Linked DNA regions of Rattus norvegicus: region 2 is linked to region 1. Evidence: chromatin contacts called from public Hi-C data. All regions are on one chromosome and are shown on one strand. Each heading gives the region's core, a stretch centred on a gene start, on an enhancer-like site or on the middle of the called end of the contact. The rest is flanking DNA. Distances are from core to core; before and after follow the strand shown.

Region 1 (4,291 bases), core at 1,123-3,622:
TGACCCCTTAAAGGGTTGTGAATCTCTGTTCTAGTTCCTGAAGAAGCTACAGCAAAAGAGGAATGTCTTGCCCTGAAGTATGTACTAACTATCCAGAAACAGCACCTTAAAAGGATGCTGGAAAGATTAAAATTCATAGGAGCACTTCTTCCTCTCAGCTAGACAAAGAAATCACATGGGGGAGTGAAAAAAAAAGCACACAGGTTTTTAAGCTTTGGGTTTGAAGAAGCAGAAAGACAAGCAGACTTGCAGCTGGTCTAAAATAATTTATTGGAATAGAAGACAAGGCATTCTGAGATTTTTAATTTCCTTGGATGATTGGCACATACAGCTTGAAATACAGAAATAACTAAAAGCAAAAGCACAGTCAGCCCCCCTAAGCCTCCTCTGAAAAGGCAGGGGGCTTCAGAACCAGTGTTGGGCTCTGCCTCCCCCAAGTTTTCAATGAAAATTCTGCTTATCTTTCCCAATACTCACATCACCAGCTGCTCTATTAGTATTTCTAAGAGCACACTGAGATTCCAGAATGTTCTTTAAAGGCTTTGGCTGGTGCCAGTAGACCAGATTAGAATTAGAAAAGAACCCTATCCTTTATCTGGCAAATAGGAAAGCAGATGATGCTAACAGCTTCCTCAGAGGAGTCTGGGATGGGGTGCTTGCAAATGAGATCATTGAGCTCACATCCTCTGGGAGATTCTTCCAGGTTACTCCAACTGTCCCTTCCACAGTAGGTAGCATTAATTCTTTATCCCCAGGGGAAGGGACTTTCAGCTAAAGTTGTTTTCACCACCCCACCTCCTGTAGCAAGAACCAAGAATTGGTAGAATAGCCTTTTTGACCTCTGAGTTTCTGAAACTAAATATATGGGGCAGGGGACAGAGAGCTGGATGCTTGGTCAGTTTTCCTTTCAGTTTCCAACCCTAAGACCATGTTGTGCAACACATTGAAATCATCGACCTCATGGTCATCTGAAGGACTTCTTTAAAATGTAACTTTTGAGTATCATTCCCGAGTCCTCCAGATCAGATATACAGTGGGGGTGCAGAGCAGGGATAAACTCCTGGAAGGATTCTTTTGCCTCTGTAGGTGTGATCTCCCCTAATACAGTGGAATGAGAACCACGCTCTGTATTAGCAGACCTCAGTGTGATCGCTCTACCACTTACCCACAATGTGACATTTGGCAACCATCACACACGAGGTTCCAGTGTCAGAGAACAGTCGCACAGTCATGTGTCTAGCTGAAGCTCTGGACAGAACCTTTTTCAACATGTAGGCTCCAGTAGACTACTGTGATAGAGCCACTCTAAGAAGGAAGGCACACAAAAGCAAGGGGGAGTCCCACCAACCTTGGTATCTGCCTGAGCACCAGTTCTATGCCCATTACAAGGTAAATCTTTTTTTTTCCCATTCCATGAAGTCTGAGATTTTTTTAAAATTTTCTTTTCACAAACTCAAGCTCCCCTATTACAGGAATATTTTAATGCTTCCGGCACAGCTAATTGACCTTTACTTGCCAGATAAGTCCTGTAGTATTGCTTTAACCTTCCACTTAATCTAATAAAAGCCAGTGGTACCCACCTTTCAACCTTTACAAATGTGCTGGCTGGTTTTGTGTGTCAACTTGACACAAGCTGGAGTTACCACAGAAGAAGGAGCCTCAGATGAACAAATGCCTCCGTGAGATCCAGCTGTAAGACATTTTCTCAATTAGTGATCAAGGAGGGAGGACCCAGCCCATTGTGGGTGGTGCCATCCCTGGGCTGGTGGTCCTGGGTTCTATAAGAAAGCAAATTGAGCAAGCCAGGGGAAGCAAGCCAGTAAGCATGAAGCAAGCCATGAAGCATCCCTCCATGGCCTCTGCATTAGCTCCTACTTCCTGACCTGCTTGAGTTACAGCCCTGACTTCCTTTGGTGATGAACAGCAAATATGGAAGTGTAAGCTGAATAGACCCTTTCCTCCCCAACTTGCTTCTTGGTCATTAAGTTTTGTGCAGGAATAGAAACCATGACTAAGTCAGGCCCACTTTGCTTCCTTCATAATCAACAGTAGAGGATAAAGGAAAGCAAACACCAGCAGTTTAGAGTGTACAACTCTTTGTGTTCTCCTCAGCTCAGACAGCTGTAGCTCCGTGAGTATCAGGAAGCATCACCAGTTTCCCAGATGGGTGACAGTTTTTCAGTATTGATGACTTCACCCTCAGCTCTTCAAGTACCAGCTTCACCTTCTAACTCCAACCTTAGCTTATCGCATTTGTTGTGTTTATTGAGTATCTGTTAGGTGCCATGAAGACTTGGAGATGAACACAGCATAGTTTCGGTCTATCAGACTCTGGCAAGATACACAGTCACACCCTTTCAAAGACAAACATTCCAGGTTTAGAATGGAACCTTCTAAACTCTGCCTTCCTTGTCGGATTTGAACCTTGACTTCCCTCCCTGACTGCAGGGCCTTCTTCTGTTCTGTAGGTAGAAATGAAGGAAAAGGAGATGGGGTGTCCTTTTATACTCTCTCATCTCTTAGAGAGAAAGGTCTGGATATTTGTATAACTATACACGGACCACTTGCTGAAGACCAGGCACTTTCTACACATGTTAGATTCATTACCCATTAATCTTTATGTCTTGTTGCCAAGAGAGCAAACAAAGGTACAAAAAGTAAAATAACCTGCTTGAACGCCAAGAGTGTACAGCTAGAAAGTGAATCCAAGTAGTTTTGAAGCCCCAGTCTCTTCTTAGAAATGAGGGCTAGGCCTTTGTTCCAGATAGAATTAACTGGTTTTGCACAGCCACCCAAGATCCCTTGAAAGAGGAGAGCTCACCTTTTATAAGTTAAAAAAAAAAAGGCCTGCTCAGGGCCCACAGTAGGTCCACCTAAAGTAGGAGTCCCAAAGGCTTTATGTCTAGTTCCTTAGGAGAGATGCCTACAGGTTGAGTTGGGTCACCCATAGATTGTGGTGGAATGGCATTTCTTGACCAGCCCTCATTATCACACATAAGTAATGAGACATGACTGTTCAAGAAGAAAATCCATGTACAGGATGAGACTTGGGGCAAGAAATAGAAAGGAAAGAATGATATTAAGAATGGGGTAAGAAAGACTCAGAAGGAAGGGGCTGGTCAAAGGCCTAAGACTGGAAAGAGGGAAAGAACAGGTAAACCAAGTATTGGATCAGCCCTGGAGAGCTGGTCCTCAAGGCATTGGGCTGGTTACAGCAGAGGAAAACTAAAGGGTAATGGTAGGTAGAATATGCTTGACCAAGGAGTGGCACTGTTAGGAGGTGTGGCCTTGGAGTAGGTTTGGCCTTGCAAAAGGAAGTGTGTCACTGTAGGAGTGGGCAATGAGATCCTCCTCCTAGCTGCCTGAAGATGTCACTCTTCTCCTGGTTCCCTTCAGAACAAGATGTAGAACTCTCAGCTCCTCCTGCACCATGCCTGCCTGGACACTGCCATGCTTCTCACCTTAATGATAATGGACTGAACCTCTGAACCTGTAAGCCAGTCCCAATTAAATATTGTCCTTTATAAGAGTTGCCTTAGTCATGGTGTCTCTTCCAGTAATGGAAACCCTAATTAAAACCAGAGTCTAGGGCCTAACCATTAGCATCTTTACTTAGAGCTGAGAACAAAGCAGAGAGATATGCTTGATGGAGGGACTGGTCAAGACAGGGCAGGGTTTGAAAACTTCTCAAGTAAATAAGTCACAGTACTAAATAGTGGAGCACAGGCCTGAAGGTGATGGCAGAGGTAGGGCTGAGAAAGTAAGAAGAGATTCCACGAATCCATGTGGCCGGTGTGATGGCTCGGAGGATAAAGGTGTTTGCCATAGAAGCCTAGGATCCATGGGGAGGTGGAGATGTGAACCAGCTCCGCAAAATCATCCTCTGACCTCTACATGAATGTCATGTCATGTCATTATAACAATGAATAACTTTAAAAATGGAAAATAGGCATGTCTGGAATGCCCAACACAATGCAAAACAGCAAAGTGGATTTGTATGGCGCCATGTTTTGAAGCCACAAAAAATTACACTTTGGGAAGATGTTTAACAACACAATATGTGCCCATAAAATATCAAAGGGGAAAGAAGCACAGAGAACTACATGATAGGATTTCAATGTCCTTGAAAAATGCATGCCTGTTTGTCCTGGCAGGAAATAGACTAGAATACACACAACTTTCAAACATTATTTGCTATGTGTTCCAAAACTTCTGAAACCAACAATACTTTTGGGACGAGGAAAGGTGGTGTAGAAATCTGGCAGCCTGGAATTAATGGTGAGTCTCGCTG
Region 2 (4,291 bases), core at 853-3,352, 250 kb before region 1:
AAAACGAAGAGGCTTTTCAGGACGATTTTGATAGAGGGAGGGAGGAAGGGAGGAAGGGAGGAAGGGAGGAAGGGAGGGAGGGAGGAAGGGAGGAAGGGAGGGAGGGAGGGAGAGAGAGAGAGAGAGAGAGAGAGAGAGAGAGAGAGAGAGAGAGAACACTAGCCAGAGATCCGTTGGATCAAGTACGATGGTCAAGGGCAGGGAAGACGAAGGCATGTTGTTGTTGTTATTTTGTTTTAGAGCAGGATCACCAATTGTCACCCCAAGTAGCGCAGATTGTTCAGTATACGCAACGGTGGGTAAATGGGACCCAGGAGCCCTGTGCAGGCCAAGAAAACCGTTTATCGAAAATGTAGCTGGCTCCAACGGCTGCTCCCGGGAGGAGTTGCGGTCAGACCTGAGAACCCGGCCTCAGCTGGCGTGGCCGGAGCGCCAGGGATCCTGGGCACTGGCGAGCGCTCTTCTGGGAAGAGCGAGCCGTCCGTCCGACTTACTGGAAACGCGCCGGATCAGGTTCCAGATCAATGAAATCTGGGTCCACACGTTTACGTTATTGTTGCCAGCATTAATGCTCTTTTAATCTTCTAAACATTATCAGCATCGATCTCCCTCCATATACACATTTGTTTGAGAAAGTGACATAACCACACTGTGGAAAGCTTGGAATAAAAATAAATGCGCCGCCCCTCTAATCCACCGCTGCCGGCGGCCCGGAATACTTCTCGGAGCTCGGGTTCACTCAGCTCCCTCGCGGCCCGCCTTCCTCTACAAGTTCCGTCTCAATCTCTGTTCGGAAGGCGTTCTTTGGGGACTAGGGACTTGACACGGCAAGAACACCGGTAGTGAGCTTTACAGTTATTAATCTGATCAGCCAGCAAGCTAACAGATCAGTCTGTTCTGCACCGGTGTGCACTGGGTTTGGCCTCCTGACTCGGATCCCCAAAGTAAACCCCCAGCGGGCTGGGCCCCCGGATTGGACAAACAAGATGGTCGGAAATGTTGGGTGCGAAACGGAAAGAACGTTGTGGCGGAGGCCCACTTCCAGCCCTTCGTTTTAGCAAAAACCTGTCTCCCGCGTCATCTAAAAAGCACCTGTACGGCGCGGCAGGAGATGCGCACGTATGAATGCAGGAGCTATGGGGCGATCAATGATCTGACCACATCCGCTGAGGCGGGCGACAATTGGGCCCGAGGGCATCGAGTTGGCTAAGGACTTTAAAACCTCCTGGACTGAGTAGGCTCTATTCTGTCTGTTTAGGGACTGCTTCCTGGAGAAGGTCTTCACGCAGTTGGCACTGGAGCTCGGCTCCGGGAGGGCCAACAGCGAAGCCTCGCTCCCAGGAGGCAGAAACCTCTGTTATGACGGTAATAGCAGCCACGCTATTGTTTTCCTGCGTTGAGAAAAGCAACAACAACAACAACAACAACAACAACAACAACAACAATAATAGTAATGACCCCCCTCATGGACTCAGGTTCTTCCCTGAGCTCCCGCGGTTCCTCCTAGTTCGCTTTTGTGCGCTGTGCCGAGGCCCTGGAGGATCAAAGCCAGAGAAAGTGTGCTCAAACCTGCGTGAGTTTGTCCTCGCGCCAGGCTAATAAGAACGGCCCAGCGGGATCCCGTCTTGGGCCACTCCCAGCCTATTTGACCGGTTGTTACTACTAGCCGTTCTCACCACCCAGTGAGGGTAGAGTTTCTTTCCCTGACTTCTACTTTGGGACAATCCGAACTTCACTAACTTGGTCCGGAGGAGTCGTCTTTGCTGTATACCCAAGCTTGACAGTAGAAAGACTGGGAAGGTTCATGGGCTGGCTGGACGGCCCAGCTTTCCGGGGTGACTGGTATACTTGACCTAAAAATAGAGCTTGACAATCAGAGTCCCTCTGACCCTTGTACAGATGGGTCTCAAAATGATGAAATGAGAGAGAGAGAGAGAGAGAGAGAGAGAGAGAGAGAGAGAGAGTGAGAGAGTGTGTGTGTGTGAAGGTGCTGGGCTGGGACGGCCGGCCATCCTGGGAAGTCACTGACTTGCTTAACCCCAGGGCCCCAAAGACCCGGACTCCGGGATGGTTCCCAGCAGGGTTTCCCACCGATCAATAACAATCAAAGGCCTTCCTTTTCTACTCTGTGCGATTCTGTTCCCTACTCTACCGAGCACATAATACCTATTTACCCATCTCCAGCTTTTGACAGTGTCTGAAGGCACTGATCTACTGACCCCATACCGAAAAGCCCCCTATAACTACTCAATACTTGTAGTTGCCGACAAAACGGCCAGATTTAAAAAAAAAAAAAAAAGGGAAGGCGCTTGTCCCCATTTCTCCTAAGGTTATAAAACAGACTCACAGTTAAATGTTTGAGCAAAACCGGGTGCTCCGCTTACTTTCCCTGTCTGCGATCCCCGCCGGAAATCACGATACAAGTCTGGAAGGTTTGCCCCAGGAGTCACCTGGCAACTCTCCAGGAGTTTGGGGCTGAGAGCCCCAGGTACCACACTCTTCCTCATCCACTGTAGAAAAGCTCGCTGCAAGGGGAAGCTTTAACTTTCAACACGGACAGAATGCTAGTGTTTTTATACAGCATTGCCCTTTGCCGGACGGGCGTGAGGGGGCGGCAGCGCTCCGAGATGGCCCAGAGAGGAAAAGCTGTCGTGGAGCCCTTTACTGTACCCCTAGGAGCAGCTGCCAAGTTCCTTCTGCGCCCCCCCCCCACAAGCGCAGGAAACCAACCAATGCTTGAGACCCCTTAGAGCTCCTACAGTATCGGGGAATGGGAAGTCTAAAATGAAGTTACCATAACGAGAGCAATCATTAAGCCTCTAGCTTTCAAAGCTTTATCTTTACCCGGGACCAGGAGCACAAAACGAGGAGAGTGTATAAGAGGATGGAGAATAAGCTAACGGAGAAAAAAAGATTAAAGTCGGCCTCAACCTCTAGTCAAAACTGTCCATAGCCCAGAGATTTTGAGGGGAGTTCTCTGGAAGAAATCGTTTTTTCTTTCTTTTCCTTACCCTTTTAGATTGACACGGGAGGTTGCTGAGAAGCGAACAAAACCCAACATTGGGCAAAGGAAGGGACTGTAGGTGGAAACGTCTCCTCCTTAGGAGCAGTGACCATACCCCGGGACACATCCCTTAGTTCTGCTAGGAACGGTAGGATGCACCGCACAAAACCCGGTCTGGTGGTGGAAGAAAGTCTTGAGGGACCGGAATGGACACCTGACCTAAGAAGATCCAGAGCTCGTGAGCGCCGGATTCAGAACCACGCGAGCCCTAATACGGGTTTTAAGCAAATTAAGGCCAACGCTAGCTAACTGTTCCTAGAGCACCAAGAAGCACGAAGTCACCCAGCCAAGGTTGCAGCTGGTTATTGTTATGTCCTCACCAGCGGGAGGTCTGGACTCCTTGCCCCTCTGGGTCCGCGGTTCAGGCCTAGGGGCAGAGCAGTCGTAGCACTCTGGGAGTCGGGTCTGTCTGCACAAAAGCTCGAAACTGTGTCAGCCGCAGCCCAGGCGGCGTCTTTCGCTTTTGCACTCACCGCCCATACCGGAGGTTTCAGTGTTCCTAGAACAATAGAGGGCTGTACCTCGCCTCTCGGCCGCTAGAGGAGGCACAGAGAGCCGTGCCCGCTCCGGAACAATGTAACCCGCGCGTTGACCGGTCCCCTGCCGCGGGCAGCCGGGCCTCCGCCGCACTCCCCTGCGCGCACAATCAGCGCCCACTTTAATGCAAAGGCGGAGCTTACAGCCTGCTGAGGCCCAGAAGCATTAACTAACTCGCGTCTTAATTTCTCAGCACCTCTTTCCGAGAGCACCTTAACCTCTCCGGAGACCTAGCATAAACCCTAGTAAATGCTTGCAGCCCTAGCAAGGGGGTACAGCTGAGTGAAGCAGCGAGCTCTTCACTCTGGTGTCTCTTCCCTTCACTTCCTAAAGCGATGGTGGGTGGGAAGGTTTGTGGCAGCCCCAAACCTTGGTCTTTGCACTCTCTTATCTGTAGGCAGTGACACAGGAGCTGGCCACACTCGGCTCACTTGGTGGGTCACAAAGTCCTTGGGTTAACATGAAAGCATCGGATAAGTTCTGGCTCCGGTGTTTTATCCTGGCTGTTAGTAGCCGTAAGGGTGTACCTCCTGCCAATGACTAGAGAAGTTTGCCGGCTTGTGTGGATAGGAGGTGAGTGAAGAAGTTTTTCTTCTCTCAGAATCAGAGACCACTAACAGTGAAAAGCATCTACATCGGGCATCCCGGAAAACTGAAATCTGTTGTCCTGGGAGTTCAAGTGTACTGGGT

Evidence for each region. A called contact is a pair of places that touch in the nucleus more often than the background predicts.
Region 2: a Hi-C map of liver shows a contact between it and region 1, with 3 times the contacts expected there. The contact joins two enhancer-like sites. A contact is called at or near these places in 2 of 12 Hi-C or Micro-C datasets (kidney and liver).

The regions. Positions count from the first base shown.
Region 1 is chr18:59,854,437-59,858,727 of GRCr8, reverse strand. No RefSeq gene overlaps it. Among named protein-coding and RNA genes, the nearest start is that of Rpl31l7, 54 kb to the right of the region's middle. Within about 2 kb of position 2,372, at least 1 of the 93 cell types and tissues checked has an H3K27ac peak or open chromatin away from gene starts, as enhancers often do. A contact at or near this core is called in liver, where this site is marked.
Region 2 is chr18:60,104,087-60,108,377 of GRCr8, reverse strand. All of the region lies in intron 1 of Onecut2 (one cut homeobox 2), which reads right to left. Among named protein-coding and RNA genes, the nearest start is that of Onecut2, 4.3 kb to the right of the region's middle. Within about 2 kb of position 2,102, at least 3 of the 93 cell types and tissues checked have an H3K27ac peak or open chromatin away from gene starts, as enhancers often do. A contact at or near this core is called in liver, where this site is marked.